2 separate regions of the Capra hircus genome follow, and region 2 is linked to region 1. Evidence: chromatin contacts called from public Hi-C data. All regions are on one chromosome and are shown on one strand. Each heading gives the region's core, a stretch centred on a gene start, on an enhancer-like site or on the middle of the called end of the contact. The rest is flanking DNA. Distances are from core to core; before and after follow the strand shown.

Region 1 (3,437 bases), core at 583-3,082:
CTCTCCCTTAGGAGGTGTAACTGTCCCTTAGCATGCAAGGGAGAGGGCAGGAAGGAAGTATAAACAGGTAAAATCTGGGGGTTGGGGGGTCCTGTGTCTGCGATTTCTCGTTTTCTCCGAGGAAATGTCTCCTTTAAAGGTGACTGTTTCGACTCTACAGTTGCAAGTCCCACACCAAGAGGGTGGCAGGTCCGTCTTCATCAGATCTGCTGCAGTGCTGTTTCTCCCACCTCCGGGGACCCAACACCACTCGGCTCTCAGGGACAAGAGGTCGCCATCAAGCCCACAGGGTCAGAAGTTCGAGTTCTCGCCTAACAGGGAGCCAGGGTTGTAAAGATTCCTGACAAGTGTTCTTTCTGACATGCCTCAAGCGGCTGCACGCACTCCAGCTTCTTCCCTTCAGGACTCATAAAAATCAGGGCCAGCCCCCCTCTCACCCTTTGTCTCGGGCAGCCTGAGTTTCTTGGCGTTTATGGACGGACTCACCCCCAAAGAGTAAGCACTGCCCTAGCTCTCCATCCCGGGATCACCCAACTCCATTCTATATTTGCCACAGAGCCATTATTTGTGACTAAAGTGTCAAAATGGCAAACCACATTAATTCCTGCTAGTGAGATTAACCTCACCTGGGAAGACAATGCGTTCTCGGAGATTAATTTCTGGGTTTGTAACGAGGTGTCACGGGAGAGCTCGAACAGTCTAGAAAATGTAAGTGCCGGCTTTCTTCTCTCTCAAAGGGAATACAAGTTTCTATGTCTGGAGGCTGAGCAACGTGGGGAGAAGACAACGAACAATGATCTAATCATCCGGCACCTCATTTACAATTTTCAAAAGTTCGTAAGTGATTATACATCCATATAAGAGCAAAACCGTGTAATCTCTCAACACAAGTGAAAAACTAAAGTTAGGAGTCATGTGATTCATCCTCCAGCACTTCCTGCGAAGGTTATAAAACAAACTGGGAAGACATTTATATCTCAGGAGGTAAATCTGAAACAATAAAGAGGTGGACACCTGTCCCACCACGACCTTGCTAGTAGCATCAGCTATGATTTAAACTGAACTTCATGCACAATGAGGTTTAAAAAAAAATTAATAGATCTGTCCTCATTTCCCCTGGGGTTTTGTACCAAATTTCCAAACTCTGCATGACAGATCCCTTCCACTGTGTCTGTTTTCGACATTTCAGGCACACAGGGATGACAAATGCAGTAATTTATTCACAAAGGGGCCGCTGAGGGAGGGAGGCACTGGAGCAGCAGCTGTATTATAATTTTTCAGTGCACAGAGGTTTCCAACAAGGTGAGACGGGGGAAACGCAATTTTTCACTGTCTATGTTTTGATTACTGAAGCATGCAAAAAAGAAAAAAAAATGTTATGAACATGAAAGAGGTGGGGGGAGAGGAAGAAGAGAAAGAAAAAGGAACAGAAAGAAAGAGGCAGGAAAGAGAGGGAAGGGAGAAGGAGAGAAAGAGACAAGAGGAAAGAAGGATCAAACAAGTCCCCAATCCTGGCACATTCAGATTAAAGCTGAAGGATCTATCATAAGAGAACACTTCCCTGATGTTGATGTTAAGCAAGGAAGACAGAATCCTTTGTGGCACTTACCCGACGCCAGGCAGGAAGACCTCACATTAAAGGGGCTAGAGCGAGGCCGGGAGATGCAGAAGCTGTCGGTTTCCCTGAACAGCGGCGGCAGCGAGCAGAAATCCCCGGCTCTGCCTGGTGTCCCCGACAGGTGATCAGCAGCCTGGAGCGGGACGTGCCACGTCCGAGGGCGGGGCCGGGGAGGGCGTGGCGCCGCCGCCGCCCAGGTGGGGCCCCGCGGGAGCCGCCCGCCCCCGACACCCCAGCAGGCAGATGGGGGGGGGAGGGGCCCTAGCTGCAGCCTCTCTGGGCTGGGAGCAGCTCCCGAAGCCTGCCTCCCTCAGATCTGGAGCGGATTCTGATGTGGGGAAGAAGGAAATGGCTCTTCCTTCGGAGAGGGCAGAGACTACCACGTCTTACAACATACCCCCACCCCCCGACCCAGCAAAGCAGGGAAGTTAACAGCCAACTCACAGAAAGAAGGGTGCATACCTGCCCCCCCTCCTCCCCAGGTGACTCTGGGGCCTTTAGGCACGCAGAATGTCTTGTTTGGAAAATGAATGCTATTTTCCCCCTCTAGATGCTTTGAGAGGAAGGGTGTTCCAGGAAAGAAGAAAGCCCTCTAGATACTGCTGTTTAAGCGATTGCTCAATTGTCATTACATACTCGGAATGAGCATGTATTTCCAGACAACATTAACTTTGGATTCCATCTCCACCACCTTAAACAGCTGGGGGTCATCAGGCAAAGTTCTTGGTCAAAGTGCCTCCCACTTCCTCATCTATGGAAATGGAGCCTTGAAACCTCCTTCAGGGACTGTTATGAGGCATCCCAGGTGGAGAGACAGACAACCTTCAGCAACAGAAGACCTAAAAGTAACGCCAAAGTCAGCCACAGCCACCCTGCCAGCTCCCTCGGCTAAAATCTGGCTCCGCGTCCAACAGCAAAGGATCATCCTCTCCTAGTTGAAACCAGCGTCTCCAGTAAGTTTCCTGGGGTTGGGGGGTGGGCTCCTCCTCTCCTAGTTGAAACCAACGTCTCCAGTAAGTTTCCCGGGGTTGGGGGGTGGGCTCGGGGAATCCAATTAAAAATTGTTTTTGCACACAATGGTCAAAGAGCACATGGCCTTTCAGCCCCAATCTTGCCAGGGACACCAAGTTGCAGCCCAAGTTACAGCAGGTTTCTGCCCCTAATTCCCTCTAACTTCCCAATTCAAGAGCACACCCATGTTTGAGAGCAAGGAGTATTCAGGAAAAGAAGAGGCTCTTAATTGAGCCAGAAGGTCTTTTTCCTTTAATGTTCCCCTTTAAAAGGCAGTTATTTCTCAAAATGGGACTCACAGGTTCCTTGTAAGACCACTCTTTAATCTGAGCAGAAGACAATAGCTTGAGTACCCTGTTCAAGGCTATGCTTTCAGAGACCCTGGCGGGAGTGGGGGCAAGCAGAGCTCTGCTGGGCCAAGAAGGTGCCATCGCCATCTGGTGGTGGCTTGTGCACACTGCAGTTGTGAGCCTGGTACCACCCCCTGGTCCAGTCTCCAGGAGGCAGGCCATCTTAATCCCTGCTGCTTTGATGGCTTCAGGACAACCTTGGCTCTCCCCAACCCAATTCATCTTCCCAACCTCCCTCACTTGCTACCACCTCATTCCCGCATCCAACACCCAGTGATTAAGTTACCAAGAATGAAATTCCCGAGACCGACAGGAAAAAAAAGAAGCAAAGAGCCAGGGTGGCCCCCCAAAACCTAACAGCGGCAAGAGCCAATCCTGATGAAAAAGTTAGGAGGCAGGACTTCTGCAACCGAAGGAAGAGGCCAGCTGAAGATCCAGGATGTATCAAAGAAGAGACA
Region 2 (3,446 bases), core at 227-2,726, 290 kb before region 1:
GTCTTTCTTCCCAAGGGTAGAGCAGGAGGTGCAGGGAAAGGGGGCTCCCTGACCACAGGCTGCAAGGGGTCCCCAGGGCCAGGACGTGAGATTCTGCTGAAGGAACTCGGGGAAAAGTCAGAGCTGCAGAAGGGAGCCTGGGCAGTCAACGCGAGAGATTCAGGGAAGGGTTTCAAGCACAAAGGCAGCGTAGACAGACAGAAGTCCATGTGGGACATGATCTCAAATCGGGGAGAGAAAGGCTGGGGAGCCTGGCGGGTGTCAGAGGCTCCAGAGAGTAGGTAGACGTGGCCAGGCCCCAGGCTGCTGCTGCTAAGTCACTTCAGTCGTGTCTGACTCTGCAACCCCATAGACAGCAGCCCACCAGGCTCCCCTGTCCCTGGGATTCTCCAGGCAAGAACACTGGAGTGGGTTGCCATTTCCTTCTCCAGTGCATGAAAGTGAAAAGTGAAAGTGAAGTCGCTCAGTCGTGTCCGACTCTGTGACCCCACGGACTGCAGCCCACCAGGCTCCTCCATCCATGGGATTTTCCAGGCAAGAGTACTGCAGTGGGGTGCCATTGGCACCTTCTCTTTATTCTTAGCCCCCAGGGCTGGCTTCCTGCATCCGTGCGGCAGACGGCCAGTTTGCCTGCTCTACTGAAGCCTGGGGACGGGCACCCCCATCCTGAGAAGCAGTGCTTCGTGTGGGCATCGTTACACGTGTTCTTTTAATCACGTTGAAAAGAACCCCAGACATGGGCGGGAGAAACAGTGACGAGGCAAATCTGACTTTAACAATGATCAATAATACCTTTAAACCAGAAGCTTAAAAGGTCTCCCAATTTGGGCTCCACGCTTTCTTGGCTGGTGGTCAGGATCTTTTGCAGAAAGAGGAACTACTAGCTCATTAAAAGAAAGTCCCTATGTCTCAACCAGAACCATATGTTTGGCTGTAGACACCTCAGTAAATGAGACCTGACTTATTCTCTTGTTTAGTGATGCCAGGAAGTGTGAGAGTATTTTAAGATTGCTTATAATAGAAAAGAAAATAGGGGACCATTATGGCTTATTCCGATGCAACTCCTTAACACTGAAGTATGGAATATTCTCCTGGAATACTTCATACCCCCACACTCCTTCAGCAATGTTGAGTACCAAAACTTCATGTTACAACGTGTGGCAAGTCGGATTGCTTCAACATCTAATAATCCATCTTCTAGGTAAACAAAAGATACTAACCCCACTGTCGAACATATTTCTGATTTGAAAATTGTTCAGCCATTTAGAGTTCTCTGAAGGGCGAGAAGGAAAAATGCCTAATTCCGTAATATAAGACTCAGAAAGTTAACCTAATCAAAGTCCGTGTAAACCAACACCTGTTGGGAACAGAGCCGCAGCTGTCTCAGTGGGTCCGGCAAACGCACACCTGGCCCCAGTCCTCCCACTGTTTCTGGGGAGAAGGCAATATTGCCGTCCAGCCAGTAGAGGGCGGCAGAGCCAAGCTTTTGTCCTCTGTGATCTCTGCCCCAAAGCCCGCTTCATGTTGGTGAAAGACAAAGAAAAGAACCCTGAACAGATTTCTTCGGAGGCAGTGAGCCTTGAACTAAACTAGGGTCGCTATAAATAGGCACAGACGACCCCCTCTCTGTGGCCACCAGGCCGTCAGCCAGTGTCAGGCCCGCAGGATCGTAGCGTGTGTCAGTCCCTGACCCGGGAGCCTGGGCTGGGCAGAATCACGAATGGCTTGTTCCTGCAGAGGGGCAGCCGTGGGGGGACAAGGCCCCCGTATCGCGGTGGACGCACGGTGAGGGCAGTTCCCTTAGGGAACCAGGCCCTCCTGGTGTCAGTGTGACGCCCCGTGAGCCATGGAGCCCGAAAAATCAGCACAGCCTCCCGCCCTCCAGCTAAGAGCAGCCCCTGGGGAGCTCTGCATTTGGGGGTGATGCCACCTGGGGGTGCTTAACCCAGACTCAATCCCGAGACACCCTGGTGCCCAGGGAGGAAGGGGGTGGGCTCTGACACGGGAGAAACACACTCAGAACGAGCTTGGGGGTGTGGTCACACGGGTATGGGGTCGTGGGTGTGGGTGTGGGTGTGGGTGGGTGTGCGTGTGCGTGTGCGTGTGCGGTGACTGGGCAGACTCTCTACTGCAATGCGTGAGTCTGCCAGGAGGGGGAGGAACAAGGGGCTCAGACCACACTCCCCTGACCTCGTTGTTCTGCGCAGCAGGCCGCATTGCTGTAGATCCTGGTGGTCTTGCTGACTCCCCAGTGCCAGGCTTCAGAGGACCAGCCTCCCAGGCCTAAGGGGCCTGGTAAAGGCGCTTTCACACACCCTGGATACCAGACACCTGCCACTGGGTCCTGCCGCCATGGTCTCCTCCTCTGGAAAGCAGCCTGAATCCCGTCCCAAATCCGATCAAGCCCTTATGTAGCAGAGCTAGGTGGCCAGCGTCTGACCTGTTTGGCCAGTCTTTGCCATCAAGGTGGCCTGGAGGCCCGACAGGAACACCTATTTTCACAGGTTTTTTTTTTTTTTTTGCCAGCATCAGCACGAGCAGCAGTCCTAGTGTGTGTTGAGAGTCTCCTGGGCTGAGAAGTCAGCCAGGAGGACCCAGACTCCATCCACAGAGCGGGAGTAACGTTGGCAGTCCAGCAGCCTCCCCCAAAACCTTGTAAAGGACCGTGGAGTGACTGGAATTGGACCAGAGGGCTCCGCCCCCTCCCCAGCTCTGTGCACTAGTTACCCCACTGCCTGGTCCCTAGGCTCAGGACCGGAGGAGCACAGCCAGGCTCCTCGTCATTTCCAGATGGAAAGACAAGTCTGCACGGAAAGATATGGAGAGATTGGACTCGAGATCACCCCCGCAGATCAGTGGGTGGATGCTGGAGGGGGGTGGAATGAGCCAGGAGGAGGTGATGGCTAAGAGAGCTGGGGTCACAGCGCCTGGGCCAATAGGGCTGGGTGAAGACCAGGACTGTCTGGAAGGAACTCGCGGTGTCTCCTGGAGGGTCTAAGCAAACAGCAGTGATGCGGCTCTGGTTTCGGGGGTGGAGGAGGGAGCTGCTGCTGGAAAGAGGCGTGGGGTGTGAGTGGGTCTGAAGGCTGCGGGGAAGGCGCCTGGGGCAGGGGGGAGTGGGGGAGCGTTGCAGAACGCAGGCCGAGGGGAGGAGAGGATCCCCACCCCAGGGGGCTCCGGGGCCTGCCCCAGGAAGCCCTTCCGAGCCCTTCCACACAGGCACCTCGTGAGCGCGGCTGCTCGCCGGCCCCACCAGCAGCAGAGAACCAGATGGGGGGTGGCTGCAGCCCCCTTTCCCCTATGAGCTTCCGCTTTTCCCCCAGCCGGGGTTGGGCATCAGGGAAGACAGTGCCTGGGCTGGTTTCCATGGAGGCAGCGTGGCTCTTGCTCTAGCAGCAGCCCGAGGGAGGCTGCGGAGGCGCCAGAAGGGCAGCGGGCGGGGCGGC

What was found. Hi-C and Micro-C count contacts between places; a contact is called where the count stands out from the background.
Region 2: a contact with region 1 is called in a Hi-C map of blood, with 6 times the contacts expected there. The contact joins two enhancer-like sites. A contact is called at or near these places in 2 of 5 Hi-C or Micro-C datasets (both in blood).

The regions. Positions count from the first base shown.
Region 1 is chr24:57,518,561-57,521,997 of ARS1.2, reverse strand. The region is part of intron 2 of NEDD4L (E3 ubiquitin-protein ligase NEDD4-like); the gene reads right to left. Among named protein-coding and RNA genes, the nearest start is that of TRNAE-UUC, 140 kb to the right of the region's middle. Within about 2 kb of position 1,832, at least 1 of the 5 cell types and tissues checked has an H3K27ac peak or open chromatin away from gene starts, as enhancers often do.
Region 2 is chr24:57,804,006-57,807,451 of ARS1.2, reverse strand. All of the region lies in intron 10 of ALPK2 (alpha-protein kinase 2), which reads left to right. Among named protein-coding and RNA genes, the nearest start is that of MIR122, 33 kb to the right of the region's middle. Within about 2 kb of position 1,476, at least 2 of the 5 cell types and tissues checked have an H3K27ac peak or open chromatin away from gene starts, as enhancers often do.